Regions from separate parts of the Zea mays genome. Here regions 1, 2 and 3 are each linked to region 4. Evidence: chromatin contacts called from public Hi-C data. All regions are on one chromosome and are shown on one strand. Each heading gives the region's core, a stretch centred on a gene start, on an enhancer-like site or on the middle of the called end of the contact. The rest is flanking DNA. Distances are from core to core; before and after follow the strand shown. Region 1 holds the start of LOC100281212. Region 2 has its middle 160 kb from the start of LOC103646532. Region 3 has its middle 44 kb from the start of LOC100282091. Region 4 holds the start of LOC100283947 (calnexin).

Evidence for each region. Hi-C and Micro-C count contacts between places; a contact is called where the count stands out from the background.
Region 1: a Hi-C map of bundle sheath shows a contact between it and region 4, with 2.0 times the contacts expected there. The contact joins the promoter of LOC100281212 here to the promoter of LOC100283947 in region 4. A contact is called at or near these places in 9 of 25 Hi-C or Micro-C datasets (bundle sheath, ear, endosperm and 3 more).
Region 2: a Hi-C map of leaf shows a contact between it and region 4, with 5 times the contacts expected there. The contact joins the enhancer-like site here to the promoter of LOC100283947 in region 4. A contact is called at or near these places in 7 of 25 Hi-C or Micro-C datasets (ear, endosperm, leaf and 1 more) and 1 of 3 datasets of contacts at active chromatin or transcription factors (leaf).
Region 3: a contact with region 4 is called in a Hi-C map of leaf, with 4 times the contacts expected there. The contact joins the enhancer-like site here to the promoter of LOC100283947 in region 4. A contact is called at or near these places in 2 of 25 Hi-C or Micro-C datasets (leaf and tassel).

What each region holds. Positions count from the first base shown.
Region 1 is chr2:63,354,727-63,358,256 of Zm-B73-REFERENCE-NAM-5.0, reverse strand. It overlaps LOC100281212, which reads left to right and starts at 1,744. Exons shown (of 10, transcript NM_001154131.2): 1 at 1,744-1,950; 2 at 3,513-3,530. The coding sequence starts at 3,520.
Region 2 is chr2:63,748,084-63,751,760 of Zm-B73-REFERENCE-NAM-5.0, reverse strand. No RefSeq gene overlaps it. Among protein-coding and RNA genes, the nearest start is that of LOC103646532, 160 kb to the left of the region's middle. Within about 2 kb of position 2,025, at least 14 of the 20 cell types and tissues checked have an H3K27ac peak or open chromatin away from gene starts, as enhancers often do. A contact at or near this core is called in ear, leaf and tassel, where this site is marked.
Region 3 is chr2:63,309,620-63,312,836 of Zm-B73-REFERENCE-NAM-5.0, reverse strand. No RefSeq gene overlaps it. Among protein-coding and RNA genes, the nearest start is that of LOC100282091, 44 kb to the right of the region's middle. Within about 2 kb of position 1,461, at least 19 of the 20 cell types and tissues checked have an H3K27ac peak or open chromatin away from gene starts, as enhancers often do. A contact at or near this core is called in leaf and tassel, where this site is marked.
Region 4 is chr2:63,530,932-63,534,610 of Zm-B73-REFERENCE-NAM-5.0, reverse strand. LOC100283947 (calnexin) reads left to right here and starts at 1,497. Exons shown (of 6, transcript NM_001156845.1): 1 at 1,497-1,672; 2 at 1,777-1,846; 3 at 2,925-3,679. The coding sequence starts at 1,601. All of the region lies in intron 2 of LOC103646531 (a long non-coding RNA gene), which reads right to left.

The DNA.
Region 1 (3,530 bases), core at 495-2,994, 180 kb after region 4:
ACCAAGGAACCTTCGGCAACACGCCAACTGTACTCGAACGGCGGATGTCGGGGCACAGGGGGATGGTGCAAGGTGACCGACATTAGTTGCTCCGGTTATATCATCTATTATGTATCTGAGCTCACGTGTCGGGGTTTAGAGTCCTTTTGTACATGCCCCCTTTTAGCTATAAAAGGGGAGGCATGCGAGACCCAATCTTGGACTCACAAGCTCATACAAGCTCACAAGCAATACATCACACAGTGGAGTAGGGTGTTACGCTCCGGCGGCCCAAACCACTCTAAACCCTCATGTGTTCTTGTGTTCTTCTCGTCTTCCCAACTAACAAGCAAAACGCCTAGGTCCCTCCTCATCTTAGGATTTAGGGCGGGTGCACTCCGCCACCCGGCCGAAGATTTGCTCTCCGACTAACTCCAATAGTCTAGATATAATCCTAGGTAAATTTAGAGTTTTACGAGGATTCTAAAAAATAGACTACCTCTTAAACGATGGGATAAACCAATTAACTCTCTAAATCTTATCTATCCATATTCAAATCACCAGACAATCGGCCATCACCGCCGTGACCTCAAGACTGGTCGTCGTCGCTGTGTAGGTCGAGCCACACATGTATCCTCCTCGCTGCTCCTCGTGGCCTCACCCTTCTCATTTAAAACGAAATCGTACTCATCTATGTTAGAGAGTAGGTGAGGGAGGAATAGCAGGGAGGTGCAATCAAGTCGGCCCTATGGAAGCCACGCCCCTCCTCTTCTCTACCGACTGCACGACCAGTACCAACGGGTGGCTAGTTAGCTATGATCTCGACTGCCTGCGAGCATACATGTGATTTCCTGTGGTCCCTCTAAGCGGCCAAGGACCAACACATATAGGATGAGGACAACAAGGCATGGGAGCGACACGAGGACAACAAGTTTGACATGGCGCGACTCGGCAAAGATGCCTAGCGGCTTGGAGATGGCGCAAGGGAGGGAAGGCGCGCAACACACACGTGAGGAGGGAGATGGCGAGTTGGGCGGACTCGGCAAAGATGCCTAGCGGCTTGGATGGGATGACGAGCGGGGTAGAGAAGCGGGCAAGATAAAGAGTCCGTTGGATTGAGTTTTAGCTATCATTTTTCTATTTTTATCAATACTAATTGATTTAGCTATGCTTTTGGAGTTGCTCTAAGTGAAGGCACCCGTTGCTCTAGATTTAAGCCATTTTTAGGACAACTCCAGATTCAAAAAATTTGGTGAAGTTGTTGGAGCGTATCATTAGGTGATCTAGAAATTTGTGGAGCTGGAGATATAAGTAAGTCTTTAGAAGACATTTAGATAAATTATTTTATTTATTATTTAGATTAAAAATATTTTTAAAACTATTTAAATTGATATTACACTGAAGGTAGAATAGGGAGTCATCCTATACACTCCATTGTTAACGGGGTTGCTCCAGGCATGTTCCATCTGTTCCATGTCAGGGCTTGTTCGGTTAGCTCTCAATCCATGTGGATTGAGTGGGATTGGATGGGTTTGAATCTCAAGTAAGTCAAACTTATTCTCAATTTTTTCCAATCCAATCCAATCCATGTGTATTGGGAATAACCGAACAAGCCCTCAGACGGTCAAACCAGGTCGGCCTCGAACCGGGAGGCGCGCCGCACGAGGGGACGGGACGAATACGATTCCAGCCAGATTCACGAACGACGCTCGGGTGCTGGTGGTTGGGCAGTAGGCAAAGGCAAGGCCGTACGCGGAAGAAACCGCCGCAGCCTGCCCAGCGCAAGAAAAAGGCAGAACCCAGCCGCGGCGCCCTCTTCGCAGTCCCAACTCCCAACCGAGAGGTGAAAGCATCCGTCCCGTCCCAGTTTCGCCGCCGACCCTGCAAAGCAGAAGGCTCTTTGCGCGTCCTCCCCTCTTTCCTCCCGGACTCGCCGGCGTTCCTGTCTGTTGCTGCCGGTGGGCGGTGGTGGTACGGCTCATCTCCTTTACCTTTTGATTTGAAATCGTTATTGGGATCCTTTTTGGGACTTCAGGCGTTCGCTATTGGGATCCTTTTTGGTACTTCGGGCGTTTCTCTGTCTCACAGCGTCGTGGGGTTTCGGGCTTCTTTTGGCGGACACGGGGTCGATTGACGATTGAAGCTAAGCCACCCGGGTTGCTTGGGGATCCTGGCTTGGTGATTGGCCGAGTTGACTGAATCAGGCGAAATTGATTCCGATGGGAGTTCTGCGACTTAGTCCCCTGTCGGGGCTTGGCTTTGTCGCGAATCGCGATACGTTGCGCTTTGGCAAGTTATCTTTTGCTACCTCCTTGCGCAAAGGTCCAATTCAGATTTGTCGGCCTAGAGCATTGAGCTAATTAATTGTTCTCAATTCCTTTGCTGTTTGGTGGGTAACTAGGATAATCAGCGACGAACTGTAGACGAACTCTTTGTTCAGCGACGAGTCATGATGATACTGGAAAGCGAATCCGTTGGGATCTTGCTCCAGAGTACAGGTAGGCAGGATTCCGTGAAAAAAGTGGGCAGATGATGGTACCAATCACCGTAGGCTCCTAACGTCTTCTACTCCTAATAACCTTACCTCGGCTTGTCTGCAAGAAGAAAACCTAGTCATGGTTTGTCGGGAAGAAACAAATTGGTGCTTCAATTTATAGCCACAGAATGCAATTTCGCCTTTAAGGACGGCACTAGTCTGTGTTTTTTTAGAACTGAATGGCAGGAGCTCTACCTTTTTAATTAAGAAGAAGAATGTAATTTATCCAGTTTTAAGGAAAACCGGGTCCGAAACCTATCCAGAGTGCACAAACTACTAGTCTGTGTTCTCTCCATGACCTAGCTAGCACAGAGACTAGCACATTTGGACTTGGGGAGAGAAGAGAAATTCTCATCCATTTTATGTCAAATTTCATTATCCATGAGAGGTAAGCCATCAAGTTTTCTATTGTATCATCATAGGTCCCTGTGCTTCAAGCGCAATATCAGTGCCTCTACTGTACATATATAGTTGTACATTTGAGAGGCCATTGTCATCCCATACATGCAGAATGGAGTATTACATACATGGAACATCACTACAAGTCCATGTGGATATTTGATCATGTCATATGTTAAATGCATGCTGAAATACTTGGAAATGGATGCAAGCTGTGTTTGTGGAGAAAGATATTTGAAATGCCATCACAGACATCATGAGAGTATTGTAGATAAATGTGGATATAAACAAGTTATGCAAATCATTGTTCCTCTCATTTACAGTAAACTTTGTTCAGCTAGACCTCTCTCTTTTTCTCTGCATACACTTTTCTTTTTCTTTTCCCTTGTGTGTGTGTGTCCACTAAAGTTATATAATTTTCAGCCTACACTTTGTGGTTCTGTTTTCTTCCTTGATATCGATAATTGTACAACACATAAACTGCATTTCCAATTTTTTCCCTTTAAGATATTAAATTTCTTTCAACTCTTTCGGATCGTTTTTAATATATTGAGCGTATCAACATTATTATAAAATTCATTATACTGACAACTACTAGGTTGGAGATGACACATGT
Region 2 (3,677 bases), core at 776-3,275, 220 kb before region 4:
AGTATAGAGTATAAAACATAAAGTCATGTGTGTTTTGTTGGCTAGGTGGGTATGATTATGAGTTTGGAGTCAATAATCATAATTCGAATTTAGAGATTTATATAGTAGAGAAATATTCAAACCAATATCACTGATGTCCACAAAACATTTTTAACGGTCCGTACCCAATTTCAAACTTTAACTAGTCGGTTACCCGTGCGTTGCGACGGCTTACAACAATACCCACGTAAACTATTCATCAAAAGAATTTCAAGATTTTTTATTAATTGTCTCCGCTCTCTGTATAATATATTTTTTGATTTGGCTAACTGATATTATTGTTTACTCCATGCAAATATGTCTTAGTACAACACGGCCAATGAAGTGAGCGATTAGAAGAGAGTTCACAACGATTGACTGAATGAAAAAATATTATAAAATGTCATAATTCCATCATACATAGACCAAATAAGAGAAAGTTTGTGAGATCAAGTTTCTAAAATAAGTCTCATGAAGTCAAACTTATAAAAAAGATAGATCAAAATATGGAGTGATTGCTAAAGTCAGGCATCAATAAAAACTGGATGCACTCCATATAAATTATGCTACTTCGTAGCAATTACTAACGTTTAAAACCAACAAATAACCTTTCATTTTGCTGTTAATGTGACAAATCATTGCTGCTTCATCCAATTCAGCAACCTCAACAGTATGTAGTCCATTGCGCCAATGTGGTCTCAGAAACGACCTAATGCTTGCATGAGCCAAGAACGTCATGCCGTCCTTGGGCTGTAGCCTCGGCCCGTAGTGCTGGCCCGTGCCGACACGATTATTTTTTTTATTTTACAAAAAAACGTATATACCTATATACAATTTATATTCAATATTAGAAATATCTTAGTGTGATGTTCTACTGGTTAGACAGTTTCACCCAGTGTCTCTCGCCCTTCTTTCATCAGGGCATGTGTTCGAACCCCACCTCCTACATCGTTTTTTAACATTTTACGCTAATTTAATTAAATGGATCGACGGGCTAACGGGCTGGCCCGACACAGTTAGCAGGCCGACATGACGTGTCTGTGCCATAGTTGTAGCCCGCGTCACCGCGTGTATCTAGCCCGTGTCGGGCGTCGTTTGACATTTATAAACGTGTAGCAGATTAATTTAAAATAGTTGTAGGGGTTATTTGTAAAAAAATGACTCACGACGACCGTTAAAACTGGTGCTTTAAGTATAGTATAGATAAGGGCGCTTTGACCGGGCTTCTCGGCACCCGTTTCTCCCCTGGCTTCGTGTCTTTTTCCATAAGTCATACCAAACATTAGTCTAGAAAATGGCTTTTGCTAATAAAGTAATAAATATTTCCCCTTTGTATAGGAATAATGAAGCCAAAAAAGTGGCTTACCCAACTTTGGGGTTAAGTTATTTTTACAAAAATCCCCTCCCACCAAATTAATTAAGATCTAAACGATTCGTTACTTTTTTTTCTCTTCTGTTCGCATGGGCGCACGGCCATCTACCGGCCATGGCAAAGAGACGCGCCCAGACAACCGGTGGCGTAGGAGACGCTCGCACCGAGCGTGGGCAGGCGGGCCTTACGGGCGCCGGGCGCTGTGGCTTCGCGCCGCCGTTTCCTAGCCGGTTGACTGCCGCCGGGCGTAAACCATTCACGCCGCCATGACCTGGCGGCCATGGGAGACACCTGCATGTCAGCAACCGTGACGGCAGTGCACAGAAGGATGTGGTGTGGGAGATTCAAGTGTCGGCCAACAGGAGCCGTAAGCCCAGCTCGAGGATTTTTGGAGCCGAATGGATTCGTTGATTCACGCGGCCCATATTAGTGCCTGTAATAAATACTAGCAAGTTATAGTTTCTGGACAGTTTTGGATCATTAGCAATACAAAACTCCAGTCGTGTATTCCGACTAGCCGTTGGCAATCAAGGGTGCGACAAGTGGTATGATTGTCAGCAACCGTGACGGCAGTGCAGAGAAGGATGCGAGAGATTCAAGTTCCGGCCAATAGGTGGAGTTGTTGGGCCGCAAGAGCCGTAAGCCCAACTCAAGGATTTCAGGATCAGAATGGATTCGTTGATTCACGCGGCCCATATTGGTACCTGTAATAAATACTAGCGAGTTGTAGTTTTGAAACTCCAGCCGTGTATTCAGGCTAGCCGTCGGCAATCAAGGGTGCTGACACTGCAGCTCCTGTGGCAGCGCGGAACAACAAAAGCCCTTCTCCGGCGGGTGGAAACTGGATGGCTCCGGCGACAGATGGAATGTCGATGAGATCCCAAACTCCGGCTGCTGCGCACGGGATCTCCATGACCGATGCAGGTGGCTTTCCCGGCTTGCAGGTCTCCACGGCACGCACGGGATCTTCACGGCGGGTGCGGGCAGTTCAGTTGAATTCACCGTCTCGGTTGTGCACCTTTAAGCAACAACATTGAATGAAGAAATGGCTGGACAACCTGATGCCAGTCTCGGTGGAAACAGTGTACAAGCTCATATGAATCTTTTATCATCTCTGTTTTTATCAATACAATACCATGTCAGCATGTTTAATGTTAGTGGCGAAACTAGAGCAAATATAAAAGGATGCATTTCCTTATGAATGCATAAGAATGACATATGGATAGTGCTTATATGGTAAAAAATTGAACATAACTGATTTTTGGAATTTTAGGATGTATGTACATAGTAGCTTCGCCCCTATTTAATGCCCATGAAACCCAGGGGATTTCATGTTCCAGTTTCCCGTAGACCCATATTTTTGGAATTTTTCTGTTATTCTGATCTGGTAACAGTGTAACACAGTGTGAGCTGCAAGGAAGTTCTGGTTTTTGCACCTAGACCTGTAATCTAAGTGCTGCCATCGTTCTCACGTTCTGCATTTCATCAAAGTTTGGTTACAGAGTTTGATACCCAGTTATCCATTCATGCTCGCTAGAAAATAACTATTAAAAATGCTAACCGGAGATATTAAAAAATGTTGGTTGAACATAACTATACAATATGTTCTAGGCATTTTTTTGCGTACGTTCCAACAACATTACTGAATATATATATATATATATATATATATATATATATATATATATATATATATATATATATATATATATATATATATATATATATATATATATATATATATATATATATATAGAGAGAGAGAGAGAGAGAGAGAGAGAGAGCTCTGTGTTTCCAATAACTAGAGTAAGCCCAGGTCGGACAGTGCAATCCGGTCGAGTCGGATCAAGTCCGGACGTCTATAAAACAAGATCTGTAGTGGTAGGGTTCAGTTTTTTACGCTCCACACCGATTCATTAGTGACGACGAGTGCGACGACAGCGGTTCCCCGAGAGCGTGCGCGACAGTGGACCACCAGCCGGTGGCCACGGCTCCCTGACCTCGACGCGCGGTGGCGGCGGTTCCTCGATCCGGAGCAGTGGCGGCGGCTCCCCGATCCAGAGGGCGAGCGACAGCAGGGCCCTTGTGCGGGCAAACGGCGGCGTCCCCGAGGCCTCGAGGCGGCGGCACTTCCAAGGCCGGCGAGCAAGTGGCGCCCCTCGACGTGCGAGTAGCGACGGCGACGCATGAGGCGCGAGGTTCGAGCGAGCGGCATCACGGAAGGCACGAGGTGCGCGCAGCGATGATCGCGTGTGACATCCTCCGATCCAGCGTAGTTTGGGCAGTC
Region 3 (3,217 bases), core at 212-2,711, 220 kb after region 4:
TAGCACGTAACTCTGTTGTCACCACTGTTCACCCTTGTTGGCCTCCTTGCAATTGAGAGCAAGTTCCAATAGTGTGCAAATTTTGTGCGAGAAATGTCGTGACTTTAGCAGAGATGAGAGCAGGTGGGGCCTCCCGTGATTAAAAAATATATATTATTTTTGCTATTTTTACAACCCGGTTTATATTTTCTGAAAAAGAATTTGTACCGATGGTTCTCAGTTAGCCATCCGTGGGACATAACTATTTCTACTGGCTCTTCGCGCTGACAGGTCTGATAGACGTCTATAGAGTTTCTTTTCTTTGTAGTTCGTACTAAGGACGTAGCTTATATGTTTTTTCTCTACTGATTTATGATGTCCCACTGTTTTCCTCTGCTGTGCGAGCGCGTGTCTGCACCAAACGACGAGTCGACGACTGCTGATGTACGTGCTAATTAACTTTGTAAAGTGTCCATATCATTAATTAAGCTAATAACGTCTGAGTTGTAGTGAAAAGCTAAGAAAGGGCATCAATCGGCTGCTCTTTGTTGCGTATCGTGGGGGGAGGAGCGTGACCACCTGCCACTTGCAGCAACAGTGCTGCGTCCTGCTGCAGCCCACGACGTACGCAGCGACTGGTGCCCTGCCCTGCATGATGGCATCCGCGCCGTGCCGTGCGACGTGCGTGGTGGGGCGTCGACGACCACCTGCCACTGCGTTTGCTGTGCGACTGCGAGAGTGGGAGCGGTGCCACCGGCGCCAGGCAAATCTGCAGCCCCGGCCACGGGTCCGTCTCGCCAAGAAAAATCAAAGTCGTGGTTGTAGTTTTTTCCACGGACAAAGTTTGGACTCTTGCCTCTTGGATACAATCCTATATATATAATCGTATTCCTACCTTCACTTGTTTACTTGGATTCTCTCGCGTGTTCGTGTCAATAGCTACCACCTACCGGTAGTAGTTGCTTGATGTCGCAGCGCACAGTTGAATCGATGATGACCGTGATTGATCCGAGTTCTGACCATAGCCGCTAATCAGGTCCAGTTCCTGTATTTGAATCGAGATGAGTCATCAAGATAGTCATTAAGGTGCGTTTGATTGCAATGACAGGATGGGATGAAACGATCCCTCAAATAAGTTTCAAAGGTTAGGACAGGACTATCCCAGTGTTATTCTCAATTATCTCTTAAAATTGGAGGGACGAGAAAGGACACCAAGAGACGTCTCTGTTTTAGCTGTCCCGCAACCAAACGCGTCTAAAAGAACAGCAAATCGAGATTGTTAATTAATTAATCGAACATCATTCACTCGTGTGTTCCGGCCTTCCGGGTGGGTATAAGCTGGTGGACGAGTCCACCATGTGGACCTAACGTTTTTTCAATTCCTTCTGGACAACGCGCGGCCACTGACTGGTCCAGTCGTCAACACGCGCGCGCGGAGGCAGACACCTGCCTGCCTGTCCGCCAGGGGCGCACACACACACCCCTATCCGGCATTGGCACGTCTCGCCGTCGCCGTCGTGGGGATCGGAATGATCAGCAGGCCGTGGGGTCCCCTGCCAGGAACGGCGAAAAAGGCAATCGGAAAGCCGAAAGCTACACGGGATTCGTCCGTGCGCGGTGCGTCCCACTAGTATCATCCATCAATCGATTGGACCGGTCCACGCGAATCGTGAATCGTGAGGGAGCGAGCAAACTGTGAGAGCGAGGGAATTGAGAGAGAGAGAGAGAGAGAGAGAGAGAGAGAGAGAGAGAGAGAGAGAGAGGAAAAGCTATGCCGGCACATCGCTGCTCGGAATCGGACCCAGCCACCCAGGGGGGCAAAGCTTTCCGCGGCCAGAGCAAATCACATGCGTCCCCGCGTGGCTGCACAAGAAAGGTCACATGTCAAAGCTTTGCCGTGGCTGTGCTGTGCTTGCATAAGCTGATAAAGTGATAAGCGTAACCTTGTCTACCGGGTTACAAATAATTATATGACTCAAGTCTCTCTGTTTCTAAATAACCAAATCCTATTTTCAGGACCGTGCCGGTCCATGTACCAGACTCTAGAACGAGACCTATCTCACTAGAAAAAAAACTTTAATAACATAAAGTTGCAATATACTGCGTAGGAATAAAATTTATGGTCAATGCAAAAGGATTTTATCAAGTTCCTTATAATAGGCAAGCCAATATCTATCATAATATTTTTCCATTTGATAGAATTTTATTATAGATAACGTAGAAAACTTTTTAGAATGTTTGTCTGTAGGACATTTCTCTCGTTTAGTCTCCTTTTGTGCCAAAAAATAATTTTATTTAGGATCAAGAAAATCCAGGTATCTAAGGCCAAATATATCAGACCAAAAAGAATCGCTAGCATGCCCATCAAGCCAAGTATTCTAGTTAGCGCTAATAGTAGTGGCATTCATATTAACATCATCAACCTCAACACTATTAATTGTCTCAATCTAGCAATCTAGAGGATCATTATCAGTGTTATTATCAAGTGCAATCTTACTTGTGATTATTTTATAATAGATATATCTACGGCTCCTTTCGGAGACTGAATTAATTCTTCTATTCTTTAAGTATTCTTTATGCTTTTTCTCGAACTAGAATCATATTTTTCTACATTGATCCGCGGAAGACATAAGACTATTAAATTTATATCTCATATATATTATTGTGTTTACATTTAGGGGCTGGCCTGCTAATGGCAAAAAAATCCAACCCACGCCCACCCATACACAAATCTAATAACTTTGATATTCATCCCACACCCATCCAAAAATATAAGAAAGAAATTAAACCCAACCCATCCAATAATATTATTGACTCCAAACCAACCCGTAATTGGGTGGAAACCCATAGAAACCCCATAGGTTCAGCTTATTGTCTAACATCAAGCCAACTGCATACATATACACTGATACACAGTGATAATTTTATAGGTAATTTCAATGACATACAAAAATATAGTCTACGACATACAAAAACAGTAACAATAATATTATACACTGATACAAAAACAAGTTTGGTCGATGAACATTTAGGTCTCGAGAAAATAACAAAAAACATCTGTTAAAGATCCTTAATGAACAATTATCTTTTTGGCAAGAAACATAAACTAGCAGCAGTGGAAATTGTCTGTGATCAAGCTCAAAACTAGCAACAGTGGAAGGGCACATCTAGGTAGCATTAGAAGCCCACCGAACGACGCATAAATCTCTCCGGAAGTGAAAAGAAAAGAACCTACGCA
Region 4 (3,679 bases), core at 248-2,747:
AGAGATAGATGGTGATGATAGCGAGCCCCGCCCCTGAAACTATCCTTCTCTCACGAAGTTATAGAGTTTTACTAGAATTCTCGACGAACAGAAGGGATTCACTCACACATGACGTCACCGTCTAGACACAACCAGCGCCAACTCCTTCCCCAAGCTAAGTCTCCAACTCCCACATGGCCTCAGTTACATACGCTCGCCAACAGTGTACCCCCATTGCTGGGTCCAATCTAGCCCAAATACTCTGGTGCTTTGCTTCTTCACCCGAATACCCTTTGGTGCCTCTCTGTCGTCGTCTATTACCTTGACAGACTGTTACACATGAGGGGCATGACGTACGAAAGAGAGGAACAACCCATAATTGTTGAACTGTTGAAACTCTACCACTTATAAAATTTACGTGGTATTTTTAGTTCCCCTGACTAAAATTTAGTTTGTATCATATCAATTATCTAAATATCAATTATAAATATTAAATATAGACATAATTAGGTTCAATAGTTTCGTTTTGTCTTTTAGTCTTTATCTGTACAATTAATCTTATAATTAGACTATATTTACTATCCGTAGTTATCATTTAAACATTTGATATGACATTAGGTGAAACCAAACACCCCATAAGAGCATGTACAACCCACAAACAATAGTTGTCTATATGTATATTACAAACAGGTATATACAATATAAATAATAAGTCATACAGTAGGTTACCTATCATGTGTGGAACAAGGACCAAAGAAGTCATACATTGGTTGTCTTACCGTCTCTTGTATTGGAGCATAGGCCGAAACCGTGTCTTCACTAAAGGACGATCTATGCCTATCTTCTCCTTAATTAGCATCCACGTCGAATTTTTTTTATTTAATTGTAGCTTACGTGACTTTAGAGACGTCGTATTTAACGGCGCTGTATGTGCCCTAAGGCTATTCACAATAATGATTTTATAGTGGTTTCACACACATTTAATAGTGTGTCACATCAACTTTTTTTTCCAATGTCTTAGAAACCATGGAGACCTCCATTGAAAATGATTTGTTTCTCTTCACATATTTTACTAATTTGTATTGGTCATTGAGTTGCAATATTTAATTGACATGTTAATGTATGAAATAGTGAAGTGAAATTTTACATTAAGAGACATTATTTTATTCATAGTTTTATAGCATTTTTGATGATATGTCAGTGTTGAAAAAAGTGGTACAAAATTGTCATCGAGAATATCTAAAGTCAGTAGAAGGCCTCTGTATTCACTGGAGATGCCGGCTGGCCGGATACCACCGTCGTGCGTGTTCGTGGGGCGGCTGACATGGCGTCCTACAAGAGCAAAGCGTCACGAGTCAGACGTGGCAGCGTGCAATTGGTCAGCACCACGTCCCGCGCCCTCCCATTGGTCGGAACAAGTCACACCAAGGCCTTCTCCTCGCAACTGCCGGCCCTGCTACCCACCGTTCCTTTTCCTCTCTCCTGATCTCAGCCGTGTAGCCTCTCCACCGCGCCCACTTCTTATACTGCCAGCGTCTGCTCCCTCTCGCGGAGGCCTCGCTCTGGTTGGAAGGTTTGGAGAAACTCCCCGGCTCGAGGAGATCGTGACATTGAGAGGACGATGGGAGGGCGCGCGCTCCTCCTCCTCCTCCTGGTCTCGGCGTTGGTCTTTCAGATCCACGCCTCCGACCCGGTAATCTAAGCCAGCCTGTTGCGATTTCGCTATCTTTTTTCCCTCGGAACTTTGTGGGTGAGATTTGTGATGGTCACTCCGGGTTTCGGTGTTGTTGTTTGCAGCTGCTGTACGAGCCGTTCGATGAGGACTTTGAGGGGAGATGGGTCGTCTCCAAGAAGGATGAATACCAAGGTAAGCGCGCGCATTTTTTTTCTCTCGCTCGTTATGGTTTCGCTAGATCTGTTTAGATCCGTGGGTTTAGTGGGGTTATGGGAGCTTCTTCGTCCGAGATCGCACTTTCCCGTGTTTAAACTGAGAGGTAACTGTGCAATTACTCATGAGATCCACGATTGATACTGTCAGTCATGTATGTTGTCAATCATGTATGTGCTTTAGTTTGTCCGGATGTGCTTCGCTAGCAGCACCGCTCTAGATGCAGAGCTATGGCTAGTCTCCACATTCCAACGTACTATATGCAATCGAGGAGTGTTCTTGCCTTCCAGCTTACAGTATAACTTTTTGAGTGTGCCAACACAAGTTACAATGGTCTGTAGCTCTAACGAACAGAGGATCATTGGAGTGACTGGTTTCTCTGTGTGTGCAGTGTGCTCATTGTTGATATGGATGGTTGATGTTTCTGTAACTGCCAAAATGTACTGATGCTCAGATAATCGAAAGTAGCCTCATCTATTCCTAACTGGAGGGAGTGATTAACTTGTACTAGATTATAGGATGAGACATCAGGAGATATTTTGAATAATAATTTTATCTATATGCATGTGTTAATGAACTACGTCATCCAAAAAATAATAAAATTGTCAGTATGTTCAGTTTGCTAGTGGTATTTTTATATTCCTGTAATTCTGTGCCCACATTAAACACTCTTCATATGAAGTAAGCTTGCGGTACTAAGTTTTAGTAGGTGCCTGTTAGATCTTTCTGGTTATCTGGTATGCTATTTATCTGTGAATATTGGTGTCATTTGTTATAATTTGAATATGCATCTATGCAACCTTTGTGCACCAAACACACCATAATTAATTTGACTAATTGTTAGTCAAAGTTTGCAAAGTTACACTTTCCGAAACAACATGTTGCTTGCATATGTGGATGAAGGGAGTAGTATCCTGGTTCTGTAATGCCATTTTAAACAGTATTGCAATCCTTATTTTAACTGCTTGTTGCCTGCCACTGTTTGAACATTGTAGTCATAATTTCTGTTCTTTTTTGTGTGTTTCATAGCTTAATGCCTACATACTCTGTTTTGTAGGTGTGTGGAGGCATGCCAAGAGTGATGGTCATGAGGACTATGGCCTCCTTGTTAGTGAGAAGGCAAGGAAATACGCCATAATCAAGGAGCTTGATGAGCCAGTTACCTTGAAGGATGGGACAGTGGTCCTGCAGTTTGAAGTGAGACTTCAGAATGGCCTTGAATGCGGAGGTGCCTACATTAAGTACATCCGCCCTCAGGATGCTGGATGGGATGCCAAGGAGTTTGATAATGAGACTCCATACACTATTATGTTTGGTCCAGATAAGTGTGGATCAACCAACAAGGTTCATTTCATCCTTAAGCACAAGAATCCTAAGACTGGAAAGTATGTTGAGCATCATCTCAAATTCCCACCATCTGTCCCATATGACAAGCTCTCTCATGTCTACACGGCTATCTTGAAGCCAGACAATGAGGTCAAAATTTTGGTAGATGGGGAAGAAAAGAAGAAGGCGAACTTCCTTTCTGCTGATGATTTTGAGCCAGCACTTATCCCATCCAAGACCATTCCTGACCCTGATGACAAGAAGCCGGAGGACTGGGATGAGAGAGCTAAAATTCCTGATCCAGATGCAGTAAAGCCTGATGACTGGGATGAGGATGCCCCGATGGAAATTGTGGATGATGAAGCCACCAAGCCTGAGGGATGGTTGGATGATGAACCTGAGGAGATTGATGATCCTGAGGCAGCCAAGCCTGAGGACTGGGACGATGAGGAGGATGGTGAATGGGAGGCGCCAAAGATTGACAAC